2 separate regions of the Mus musculus genome follow, and region 1 is linked to region 2. The links are chromatin contacts, called in public HiChIP or PLAC-seq maps. All regions are on one chromosome and are shown on one strand. Each heading gives the region's core, a stretch centred on a gene start, on an enhancer-like site or on the middle of the called end of the contact. The rest is flanking DNA. Distances are from core to core; before and after follow the strand shown. Region 1 holds the start of Eps8 (epidermal growth factor receptor pathway substrate 8). Region 2 overlaps Ptpro (protein tyrosine phosphatase, receptor type, O).

What was found. HiChIP or PLAC-seq counts read pairs in DNA pulled down with a chosen protein or histone mark.
Region 1: a contact with region 2 is called in an H3K4me3 HiChIP or PLAC-seq map of stem cell-derived neural progenitor cells, with 49 read pairs. The contact joins the promoter of Eps8 here to the enhancer-like site in region 2. A contact is called at or near these places in 9 of 39 promoter capture datasets (the C10 cell line, the HPC-7 cell line, HPC-7-derived erythroid cells and 5 more), 1 of 15 datasets of contacts at CTCF or cohesin (CD8 T cells), 4 of 484 Hi-C or Micro-C datasets (bone marrow-derived macrophages, embryonic stem cells and morula), 16 of 115 datasets of contacts at active chromatin or transcription factors (craniofacial prominence, embryonic basal ganglia, embryonic forebrain and 7 more) and 3 of 9 other capture datasets (embryonic stem cells, liver and pancreatic islet).

The regions. Positions count from the first base shown.
Region 1 is chr6:137,647,212-137,653,019 of GRCm38.p6, reverse strand. It overlaps Eps8 (epidermal growth factor receptor pathway substrate 8), which reads left to right and starts at 3,735. Exons shown (of 22, transcript NM_007945.3): 1 at 3,735-3,968.
Region 2 is chr6:137,432,625-137,438,445 of GRCm38.p6, reverse strand. All of the region lies in intron 19 of Ptpro (protein tyrosine phosphatase, receptor type, O), which reads right to left. Among named protein-coding and RNA genes, the nearest start is that of Gm52924, 160 kb to the right of the region's middle. Within about 2 kb of position 4,470, at least 40 of the 459 cell types and tissues checked have an H3K27ac peak or open chromatin away from gene starts, as enhancers often do. A contact at or near this core is called in embryonic limb bud, neural progenitor cells, oligodendrocyte precursor cells and 1 more, where this site is marked.

The sequences.
Region 1 (5,808 bases), core at 2,486-4,985, 220 kb before region 2:
TATTTTTGCAGCCAGTCACTTTGATAAGTTTTTCTTATATGTCTTGTACTCATTCTCTATGAATTTCATTTAACAGACATTAATGTATGGGAAATTCAAGGATAATGAAGTGAAGTTTTCCCCAGAAATAATTTGCTTGTAGCATTTCAAAAAATTTCTCTTGTGTGGTAAACAGATTATTGACTACTACAAACAAAAACAGATAGCCAAAAATAAAACTGTTTCTCTCATGTGTAAGAAATGTATGTGCATTTAGTTTTGACTAGTGGAGTCTAATGGGTGAGGCAGAAGATACACAGGACAATGATCTGTCAGTGACACTTAGCTTCCCAGCATCCTTTACACATCTAGGTGTTACACTGAAGCAATCTGAAGCTTTAGCTTCGAAGCCTTTGAAGGCTAAACATAACAGCGTCTAAGAACACAAATGCACATGAAGAACCATAACAAACAAGAAACATAAACAACTACCACAAAATAAGAGGCAAGAAGCCCAAGCAGCTCTAAGTGTGAAGAGGTCAAATGACCTAAGCATTTGGTGTGCTCTTTCAAGTGACAAATGATATGGGCAGTGGTGGCCACAGGCATGGGGAGAGCACTTGGCTACCAGATCGTACTTAGGAGATTGAGATCAGATACAGCAACCATGTTCTAAACTATAGTGCCTCTCTCCTACATCTGTCCAGAGACATGTTTTGTATTATGTGTGTTCACAACTCAGAACTGGGCTGGGATTTCAGTTCAACTAAAACACTTGCCATGCATGCTCCAGGCCTGAGTTTAAAATAATCATACCACAAACACATGCACACATACATACCACACATACATAGGTACATGTGTGTATACAGGTGGATAGGCTATAGGTCTTCACATAGTGGTTCTTAAGTGATAGTCCTGTATCAGGTTATATGGTGGAATTATGGAGGAATATTTAAAGAAATTTGAAGAGTACTAAACTCCCCCGATAAAGTTTTGCCATTAAAAATTTACACAATAAGAAAAAAAAAATTTCTGCCATTTCTTTTGTAACTTGAAAAAAAAATGTGTTCTTAGCATTTGTATATTTTGGTAGATGTATACTTCAATGTATTAACTGAGTCCAGTGTTTAGCATATACTACCTCATATATGTGCCATATATTTGTGATGAAATTACTTAAAATCATCTCTTCTATCTATTTTGAAACATTTGAAATGAAACTTTTGGAATGTAGCTTTTATACCCAGCTGTAAGCGCAATCAACACTTGGGATGCTCATCTATTTGATGTATTTCTGTTTATTCTCCTCTACATTTTTTCCATATGCCATTAACAAGTGAGTTTTTTCCTTTTGATCGAAGAGAAGAGCTCTTATAAAGCTTAGGCTAACCTTGAAATTGCTATATAACAAAGGGTGGCTTTGAACTCCTAATCTCTGTGGCTGTGTTTTCTAAGTGCTGCAATTATAGGCATGTGCCAAACATGCCTAACAATAAGTGAGGTCTTCAGTCAATAAAAACATATATGATAGCACTCTAAAGAGCTAAACCAAGCTGTTATGATGGCTCAGCAGGTGACAGAACTTACTACCAATATCCTGAGTTTAGTTCCTGGGACCCACATGGTGTAAGGAGAGAATTAAGAATTGAGTCTGAAAATTTTTCTTCTAATCTTTATAGGCATGCCATGGCACATCTACACACTCACATTCATGCACGCACGAGAGAGAGAGAGAGAGAGAGAGAGAGAGAGAGAGAGAGAGAGAGAGAGAGAGAGAAGAAATAGAAATCTGTTTAAAAAATTTAAACAGGAAAATTTGACATTGAGTCTTAGCAGATTATAATCCAAATTACTCAAATGAAACAAATAAGACCTATACATCAAACTTATAGTTTAAGGTTATGTTGACAGCTAATATTTCTATGAAATTATACCCTAATACAAAGATAAAATTTAAAGGGAAAATTAAGGTTGAACAATATAGAATTACAGAGAGTATTAAGGTCGAACATACAGTTCATGTGAAGTTCACTTTATCCAGGCCTCTTCTGTTTGACTCTAGGCAGTCCACTTGCCAAAAGAAAACCAGATATGGGTTTGGGATGTCTTGCTGGGAGGGTTTCTTGGGTCAAAGGGTCAGTGATGATTTTAGTTTCTTGCCGAGCGTCTCTGTGTGTGTGTGTAATTTCAGAGAAAAAAAAAAAACCCTAAAGCTCATTTGAGTCAGAAAAGAATGGTTTTGACAGATTTCTCTGCCATTTGAGGACCAGTCAAAGGAAAAACATTTTGAGGGCATGTCTCAAAATAACTAGCAGAAGGTTCTGTTGGTTATTTGTTAACCTGCTTCTACTATGTTGGTTATTTGTTAACCTGCTTCTACTATTTCAAGTCTTACAATATCTGTAAGGAGCAAGATTAATTTCATGTCAGTCCTCAGGGTCCATCTTTCCCAGTCTACAGTTGAAGGAGAGTTGATCTGAGTATATAAATCTATGTATGTAAGCTGTGGAGTAGGCAGACCTGGATTTCAATCCTAATGTCACTATTGGCTTTGGCAAAAAGAAAATTCTGAATAACATTTTCCCAATTTTCTAAAGCGGTGATTCATTTTAAGGGTTAGAGATGGTGTAAAGTAAAATTTGTAGCTCCTGGCAGAGATTGTCAATTAACAATCCTAGTTTTCTATACCATCTATCAAAACCAGCTATTTCGAACACTGGACATGCTCAAGTGGATGTCAGTCTGTTGGGAATGTTGGATGGAGGAAGATTCTGGATGAAGGCAGTAGACCGAACTTAATCATAAAACCCATCACTGCCCCCTTTTAGTCTCCATCTTGGCCTGCTAATTCACGGTCTCTTGAATGAGCTTTTGCTTGCCTCGCAAAGCAGGTAGGCCCAGCTATTTAAGCCAAGTTTTGTTTAATAGTCTGCCTTGGCTTCTTTGGAAGTCAATTGCCTTGGAAGTTAGAAGGGCCAGGGTGTCTGGGGGCGTAGCTGTGACAACGGAGGTATTGTAGAAGGTAAGAAAATGCCAGGTTCAGAAGAGAAGACTGGCAGATCCTTATTTTGTGGCTTCAGTGATCGAGCCAAGGAGCACTGAGCAGTGGTGAGTAGTTATTACTGGACTAAAGAGTCTCCCATACTTGAAACTACACCAGACTCTTGGCAGGAGCTCCTATGAAAAATGGGATCCAGGACGCCTGGTGAGACAGGTCTGGGCTTGCTGGCTATATCCAGGGACTGGAGTATTGTAGTCTCTCTAAACCAGTGAAGCCCTTGGGTACCACTTGCATACTGCTTTGGTTGAAGAGAGATGGTACAGGAGCAGACCAATGGACACAGGTCACAGGTCAGAGGCTGGGGAATACCTCTTCTTGGTAGTTGAGTAGGGCAGTAACTCCCAGATTAACACTAGTCATCAGTTGTGTGGCAGGATCTGGCCGCGGTCACCTGAGCGCTCTTTCCGCCTGCGGCATCCCCCCCCCCCCCCCCCCCGGCTGTGCTCTGCAGACCTAGGTCATTTCACTTGAGGAATTGTAGACACCACTCTGAGGCTGGGATCCCGGGTCTCCCCTGCGGGGTGCCGTGCTCGCCTTGTGGGATGAAGCCCTTGAGATTCTATCCAGAGCCCTAGGGTCTACTAGAGACTCAACTGTCCTCAAGATCTTGCAAACGGAGCCCTCTCCCGGCCGCGCGGGGCAACGCGCGTTCCCGGCTCGCTGCTGGGCATGCGCGGCGCGCGCTGGCTGTGTCCGGGAGCGAGCGGCGCGCACACACGGCCCGGGCGGCGGGCGAAGCGGGCTCCCGGGGCGCTGGGCGCAGGGCGCAGGGCGCAGGGCGCGGGGCAAGCCCCAGCGGCGTGTCTGCAGCGGGGCGCGGCGGGCGCTCCAGCTCCGGGATCTTTCTCCCTCCGTCACCTCCCTCGCGTCTAGGGAGGTCGTGGCACTCCCTGAGGAGCGCGGCTGCTCGGAGGGCGGATCCTAGGTAAGAGCCCCCCGAACATCAGTGCGGCTCCCCGGGTGGGATTCCCGCGGCATGGGCTCCCTCTCGCTTTCCCATAAGGGTCTTTGTGAGCCGTCACCGGAGTGGTGCCAGGCTCAGCGGCCGCTGCGGTTCACTTGGACCCTTTGCAACTGGTGTGTCGGCGGCCAGGTGTGCGCGGCGCTGCCGCCCTAGCGCGTCCCCGCGCCCGCTCCGCGCACCCCGAAGCCAGGAGACCCGATCCCCCCGCGGCCTCCTCCGCCCGGGTGGTCGCCGAGGTCCCCCGAGAGACCCCGCGCTCCCCTGGGCTGCGCGGGCGTACCTGAGTTCCGCACACCTGGACTCCCACCCCGCCCTAACGTCTTAGATGCAGGGCTTTCGGAGCGCCTCTCACCCAGCTCAAGTGGGGACCCCTTAGGAAACCTGTTTGAGATGTGGACCCGCCCTGGTATACACCCTCCAGTTGAGGTAGCTCGCTGTGTTTGAATAGTTGTGAATTCTGGATCACTTTCCAACACCATTTTACTTTTAGGAAGATGGCCTCTCTATGGCTGTCAGTAGTGCTTCGGAGGGCTCCACACCCACCGAGAGAGACAGTGAAGGCGCCCCGGGGTCTCATCCCTTCCTTCCTTTCAATGACTACAATACACATGCAAAAATCTTTGCCCGGTTCTCTGAGCCATGTTGTTCAAATCCTCCTCCTGTAGCCCCCAAGTGCTGTTGGCATCTCGCCGGGGCAGGACGCCCTAGGGTTTGGGCTTAAAATCCATAGACATTTGGAGCAGCGAGGCATTAGAAGAGGAGGTCTTCCTGAGCCAGTGTTTCAGCGAATGCATGGCTGCTTTTCTTCTAAAGGTTTCCCTTCTTGCCTCAGACAGTAAGAGAAAGAGACGAAAAAGCGAATAAGATAGTTCAGATCCAACTTGGTTCAGACACGTGTGGGTACTTTGAAGTTTTATTTGGTTTTGCCACTTTGGGGAGGAGGTGGAATTACGATTCCTGGAAGACTTTTTTTATGTTTAAAAAAAATCGTCAAAGTGTCTGTGTTGCGGGCTGTTTCTAATTTCTCGCTCTTGAAAGGATGCCATTCTAAGGCTCCCTGGGTTTTGGAACGGCTGCGCTCATTGTGTAGAATTGTAGATCTTGGGACAGTGAGTCTATTGAAATGAAAGCCAATGACATCTCGCCTCACCTAGTAAAGATTTCCTTCTTGTTTTGTTTTTAAATTGGGGATTGGAGGGTTTGGGGCACGCTGCTGTAGTTCTTAGTTTGCTGGGGTGGGAAATCTGTGAGTGATGAGCTCGCACCACCTGAAAGTTAAGCTTCTCTGTAGACTCATCACATAGCCGGCTGGGTACAGTGAGCCACAAGCTAGTAAGCTTGTGTGTGTAGAAAGCCCTTCCCGCACCATAGGAGACTAAGACTTTGTAAAATTCCGCAAGTCATTCACTTCCTTCATAGCAGGAAAAGAGAGAGAGAGAGAGAGAGAGAGAGAGAGAGAGAGAGGAGAAGAAAGTATCTTTTAAATCCTACTATTCTGAGCCAAGTGTTGCTCTCTGAATTGGGACGTCTACTTTGTAACTTTCACTTTCCAGTGTCATTGAGTATCATTATAATTGGCAAATGATTGTTTTAATCCCCTAACAGGAAACTGGTGTTTAATTTTGAACACTTTGCTTATTTGTGGTCAGAGGCAAAGAGTTCATTTTGTGTGCTCATCCAGCGTTACCCGGATTCAGTGTACACTGGTTCCTTCAACCTTGGCTTCTTTGTAGCCCTGTGACACAGGCTCTGCTCTCTGTTTAAGCATCTTTTCGTTTAGTCCTCTTTCTTCTTCTGAATC
Region 2 (5,821 bases), core at 3,221-5,720:
AAGGCAAACATTGCCCCGTGAACACCAACTGTGAAGCATTCAAAGGTGGTGTGGTTGTGTTTGTTTTTGCTTTGCCTGACCTGGGTCTATAATGACTCCTTTCTTCGCCTTTGTGTGGACAGAGTCACAACTCTCCTCAGCTTTCCGCCAACAATTTGGACACAGACTAAAAAGCAACTCGGAAAGGCCTCGGATACAAAAGAAACCTTGGAAACAAACCCAGAGCTGGAGAGCGGGCTGAGCACGTGGACACTGACTCTCTAAGAGACCTGAAATTCAGTGCTGCGGTCCCAGTTGAAAATGCCCTAAGTTGGTAAGAGCTGCTTAATTGGCTGAACACTGTAAATGTAAATTAGCCAAGTAGAACTGCAGCGGAGCCTGAGCCGGCCCGAAGCTGGGTGTACAAGCGAGCAACTCTGCAGGCTTTGTAATTTAGCTTGTCACCCAATGGAAAACCAAACAAGGTCTCAGCTCAGGTCACTCTGCAGGGAGTTTCCCTCGAGCCATAGAGACACCGCAGAGGCTTAAATCTTCATTACAATAAAGTGTAGGGGTGACGGGCTGAAGCCACATAAATCATTTTCCAGTTTCTGTTTGCCCATTTTGCTTCGGATATAATCAATCATGTTTTTTATTTACTGGAGACGTCCCCATGGGTTGAATGGTGTTCTCCAAGGAGCTGTGTCCATGTCACAACCTATGAATGTGGACCTTTTGTAAAAGTCTGTGGGGATAAGTCACTCTGTATGGATTGCCAGAGGAGAAGCCATGTAGAGACTGGTTAGAGTCTGGCTTGATGTAGCTGCCAGTGGAGGGACACTTGGGGCCACCCAAAACTGAGCAAGGTACACAAGTGCTCTCCCCGGAGGCTCCAAAGGGAGCGTGTTCAGCTCCTGAATCTGAACTTGGAGAGCACAGATCTATTGTTTCAAGCCAAGAGCACTGTAATGACTTCCTAGAGCCTAACAGAGTCACCAAGCCCAGTGGCCATCTATATTGGGCCAGAGACAGTTGAAGCACCCAACTCCAGAGAAAGAAAGTAAAAACATGCACTGTGTATGTGTATATGCCTCTGTGTTTGTGTGTGTGTGTGTACTGCCACAACTAAACATCACAGAGTTGAGGTTTTAATCAAAAGATGCTATTATTTTTCATAGTCATGGGGGCTGAAAAGCCCCAAACCAAGTTGCCAACAATGTAGATTTCCTTGTTAATCTTTGGCTTGTAAGCAGCTGTCAGCTCTGTGTGTTCCCATGTCTTATCAACGTGAAGCTCAGGGGAAGAAGAAGATGGCAAACTCACTAGTTTCTCTTATATTAAGGCATTAACCTCACCACTAGAATCCCAGCTCCTTTACTCTGTGCATCTTAATTACCTCCAAAGGGCCTCATCCTTAAATACTGTCAACGAGGCAAGGCCTTCCATGGATTGGAAGAACACAGTCAGCCTGTAAGGCAAGCATAGGATTTTAGAGCTAGCAACACCATCAGCAGATTGTGGTACTTAGCACTGACCTTGGAACAGACTGGGCGTTAGACGCAAGGCATTCGGGCCAATAGATCCCGTGTCCACAGGGAAGACAAAGGGGCGGGGGTAAGGGGGTGGGGGAGAGCAGAGGGCCCATCTGCAGCAAGCTAATGGCACAATAGAATTGTGGTGTGTGCTTATCTTCAGGTGACCATGAAGGGGGATGAAGAGAGTAAGCTCTCATCCAGTGCAGCACTGTATGGGCCTTCTGAGGCTGTTGGAATAAGGTGCTACAAATATGGTGACTTTGAGTTGAAAATCTTCATTCTCATCCACTCCTATTATCCGTAGGTTTGGTCTTCTTATTGTGTCCTGGATTTCCTGGATATTTTGAGTTAGGATCTTTTTGCATTTTCCATTTTCTTTGATTGTTGTGTCCATGTTCTCTATGGAATCTTCTGCACCTGAGATTCTCTCTTCCATCTCTTGTATTCTGTTGCTGATGCTCAAATCTATGGTTCCAGATTTCTTTCCTAGGGTTTCTATCTCCAGTGTTGCCTCACTTTGAGTTTTCTTTATTGTGTCTACTTCCCTTTTTAGGTCTAGTATGGTTTTGTTCATTTCCATCACCTGTTTGTATGTTTTTTCCTCTTTTTCTGTAAGGACTTCTACCTGTTTGATTGTGTTTTCCTGTTTTTCTTTAAGGACTTGTAACTCTTTAGCAGTGTTCTCCTGTATTTCTTTAAGTGAGTTATTAAAGTCCTTCTTGATGTCCTCTACCATCATCATGAGATATGCTTTTAAATCTGGGTCTAGGTTTTCAGGTATGTTGGGGTGCCCTGGACTGGGCGAAGTGGGAGTGCTGGGTTCTGATGATGGTGAGTGGTCTTGGTTCCTGTTAGTAAGATTCCTACGTTTACCTTTCGCCATCTGGTAATCTCTGGAGTTAGTAGTTATAGTTGACTCTGTTTAGAGATTGTTCTTCTGGTGATTCTGTTACCGTCTATCAGCAGACCTGGGAGACAGATTCTCTCCTCTGAGTTTCAGTGCTCAGAGCACTCTCTGCTGGCAAGCTCTCTTACAGGGAAGGTGCGCAGATATCTTGTGTTTGGACCTCCTCCTGGCCGAAGAAGAAGGCCCAAAACAGGACCTTTCTCAGAAGCTGTGTTGCTTTGGCAGTTCCCAGAAGCTGTCAGCTTCTGTGGTGCAGACTCTCACCTGTGCAGACTAAATTCCTAAGTTCTGCGGAGTCCTGGAACCCAGATGGCGACCGCTGCTGCTGAGGCTGAGGCCGCCTCCCGAGCCAGGCGGACACCTGTCCTCTGGTCCGGATGGTGGCTGGCTGTCTGTGGCCCGCAAAGGGTGCTGCCTCAGCGGCTCTGTGCTTCCGCCTGTCCCAGAAGCAGTCCGGTTCTCTGGCGCACCCTCTCACCTGTTCAGACTAATTTCCTAAGTTCTGCGGAGTCCCGGAACCAAGATGGCGACCCAAATATGGTGACTTAACACCAAACAAATTTATTGTTTCCTAGCTCTGGAGTGCACAAATCAAAACCCCAGGTATCAGCAGGACCACGCCCCTTCTGTGATGGCTGTGGTGAGGATATCTCGTTCGTTTTCATTAGCTTCTAATTGGACATTCACCTACAGCTCAGCCGCATATAGTATGATCTCTTAACCTTTGGCCATTTTAACTATCTCCATCTATCATGGTCCTATCTGAGAATGAGATATCATCCTGTGGCAGGTAGACAATGGGACCTCGGCAGTTATGTGTGGACAGAATTTGATGCATCACACAAACCTCGAGGAAAGCATACAGTGCAGACGGGAGTCTGATGGGTGGGTAGTAGAAGGGTAGAGATAAAAGATATCAACCCCCTGGATGTCTACAGTAGCTCTCAAGGATGGGGAGACCAAGATGCAACTCATTAGGGATGGTACACAAACCAATGCCGCAGTGCTAGGAGAGGCTCTTAGGAAAAGATCAAATTCTAGGACTGAGGGGATAAGAGGGAAAAGTCAAGGCTGGGAGCAAAGCTCTTGTAACCCCAAGTGATGGGGGGATTTGAGGTGATGTAAGAGGCAGGCTGAGGTGGCATCACTATCGAGAAGAGTCACTTGTACAAGTTGTAGGATGCTGCACAGTTGTATGTATAGTCATATTTCTGAACAAAGAGCGTGAGGGCCTCCACCTGTGTTTTAATTAATTCCAAAATGCCAGCAATCAACGGGAAAGCAAGGGCTACATGGAATGTTCCCACCTCAAGCTCTGAGGTCTGGTTCTATAGACGCTTTCTTATCAGAAACATCAGAAATGAAGCTGTCCTCTTACCAGTTCCCAACCTCCTTAAAGGAAGATGTATATTTCTGTCAGAAGACTCATCAATCTTTCTCACAGCTTCCCAGTCATATACCGAATATGGAGGGAATTTATTCAGTGAATACGAAGTAGAAAGCCATATAGCTTCATGCATGACTTATAGCTGTATTGGTAATATATGTAAATCCAGACATTATCTTCAATTTGCATAATGATTACAAATGATGCAATTTCTCAATACACGTTTGATCTTTCAGTGTTAGTATGGAAATGAATAGAAGTTGTATTAGCGTTCATATGAACAAAAACCTGTTTCAGCTACTAGGCTTAGCTACACTCAAGTGATTCAGGCATCCTATACCTTCTTGGGGGGTACTGTTATAACTAGAAGCATTTTTCCTGTTCTGTTGCAATAATTATGAATATAAAAAAATCATAGAAAATCTGAAGCCTGTTGTGTTTAAGTCGGGCGTATACACAGAGCGCAGTCAGGAGTAAATACTTCCTGGAAAACTGTGAAGAAAACCCCTCAATCTGAGGCACTGTGGGCTGTGAAGATCTGAGAATCGACTGCAGACTGTCAGGGAGAAAGGAAACCCAGCCAGTGTGGGCCCTTGGCTGAGCCAATGCTAGTCTGAGCGAGACAGGCTGTCAGGGGGAAGGAAACAAAGACTGCATTTATACGTCTGCTTGGCTAGGCTGTAGTGCCCAGGTGCCCGACCACACAGCAGACGAGAGCTCGTTATGAACGTGGTGAATGAGGGTATGATGGACTCAATGGACTCAGTAGATTACTATTTGCACAAAGGGAGGCCTTATCCAATCAATTGATTGAATTAAGAGGGAAAACAAATTCCTCACGGAGGAGGGACTTCTGCTCCCTCCTGCCTTCAGACTCAGGACTGCAGTCTCAACTTTTCCGTGGTTCACCAGCTGGACAGCCCGCCCTGTGGCCTAGACTTTCCAGTCTCCGTAAGCAAGTTCATTAAGACAACCCACTCTCTCTATAACACCACTGCTTCTACACACACATCCCATTGGGTTTCTGGAGAACCGTAATAGACAGGCATGGCAAACCCTGCTGACCCGTGCTCTACATGATGCCCAGTGTTTTTCTCAGGAGTTCAACTAGCCGAAGACAATTCCTGATTGTACACCCTGAGGAGAATTTCATTCCTCTGCTCTTCTCTCATTAAACAGTTAGTAGCCTCCACCCAAAGCCACCCACACATCACTACCCTCCTTAGGAACTGGTCAGCTCTTGCTCAGTGGGAAATCATTAGTTTAGTTCAACCTACCCATCTTATAGGTAAAGAAACTGAGGTTTGAGAAGTCTTCCTGCCCCCCCCCCCCAGTATTGACTTATTAGTGGCCAAATATATAGAAATCCTTACATGCAAACACAAATGTTATGAGCTAAATTAAAATGTTCATATATACATTGAATGCATTAAAAAAAAAAGCCAGGCACATGGTCAATTGAACATTTAGCGTTGAGGCTAGTACATACATTGCTTATGGTTTGGCTCTTGCAGTGTTCCACCTTTGTCCAGGAACATGGCTGTGTCCAGGAACATGGCTGTCCCTCATTTAGGGCAATTTAGTCAATTAGGTTGCTTGCAAGATCTCATGTGGCCCTTCCTTCTTTAGTAGTAAAAAGAAGTTGCCTTGCAGTGGAAGACAGCAAAGGCAGGACCAGGGGGAGCAGAAGTGAGAAATGAAGGGGCTTTCTCGGGGATCTGGCTTGAACTTCCAGCCATCCCTGAAACCCATGGAAGGTTTAGCTACTAAACTTTCTTACAGGAGATACATTAATGTCCTTTCAATAAAGCCTTCTTTACTTAGGTAAGAGCTGATTAGAATTATGTTCCCATTACCATAAAAGCATTCTCTCTATTTTCAAACCAGAAAAATGGTCCTGAACTTCAAAAGGAGTATACAATTCTGAGACACAGTAATGTTTAAACTCTGATTTGATGGCCTAAACTGCAAGTCCCCAGCACAGGCTCTGGACTTCAGCTCCACCGTTCACAG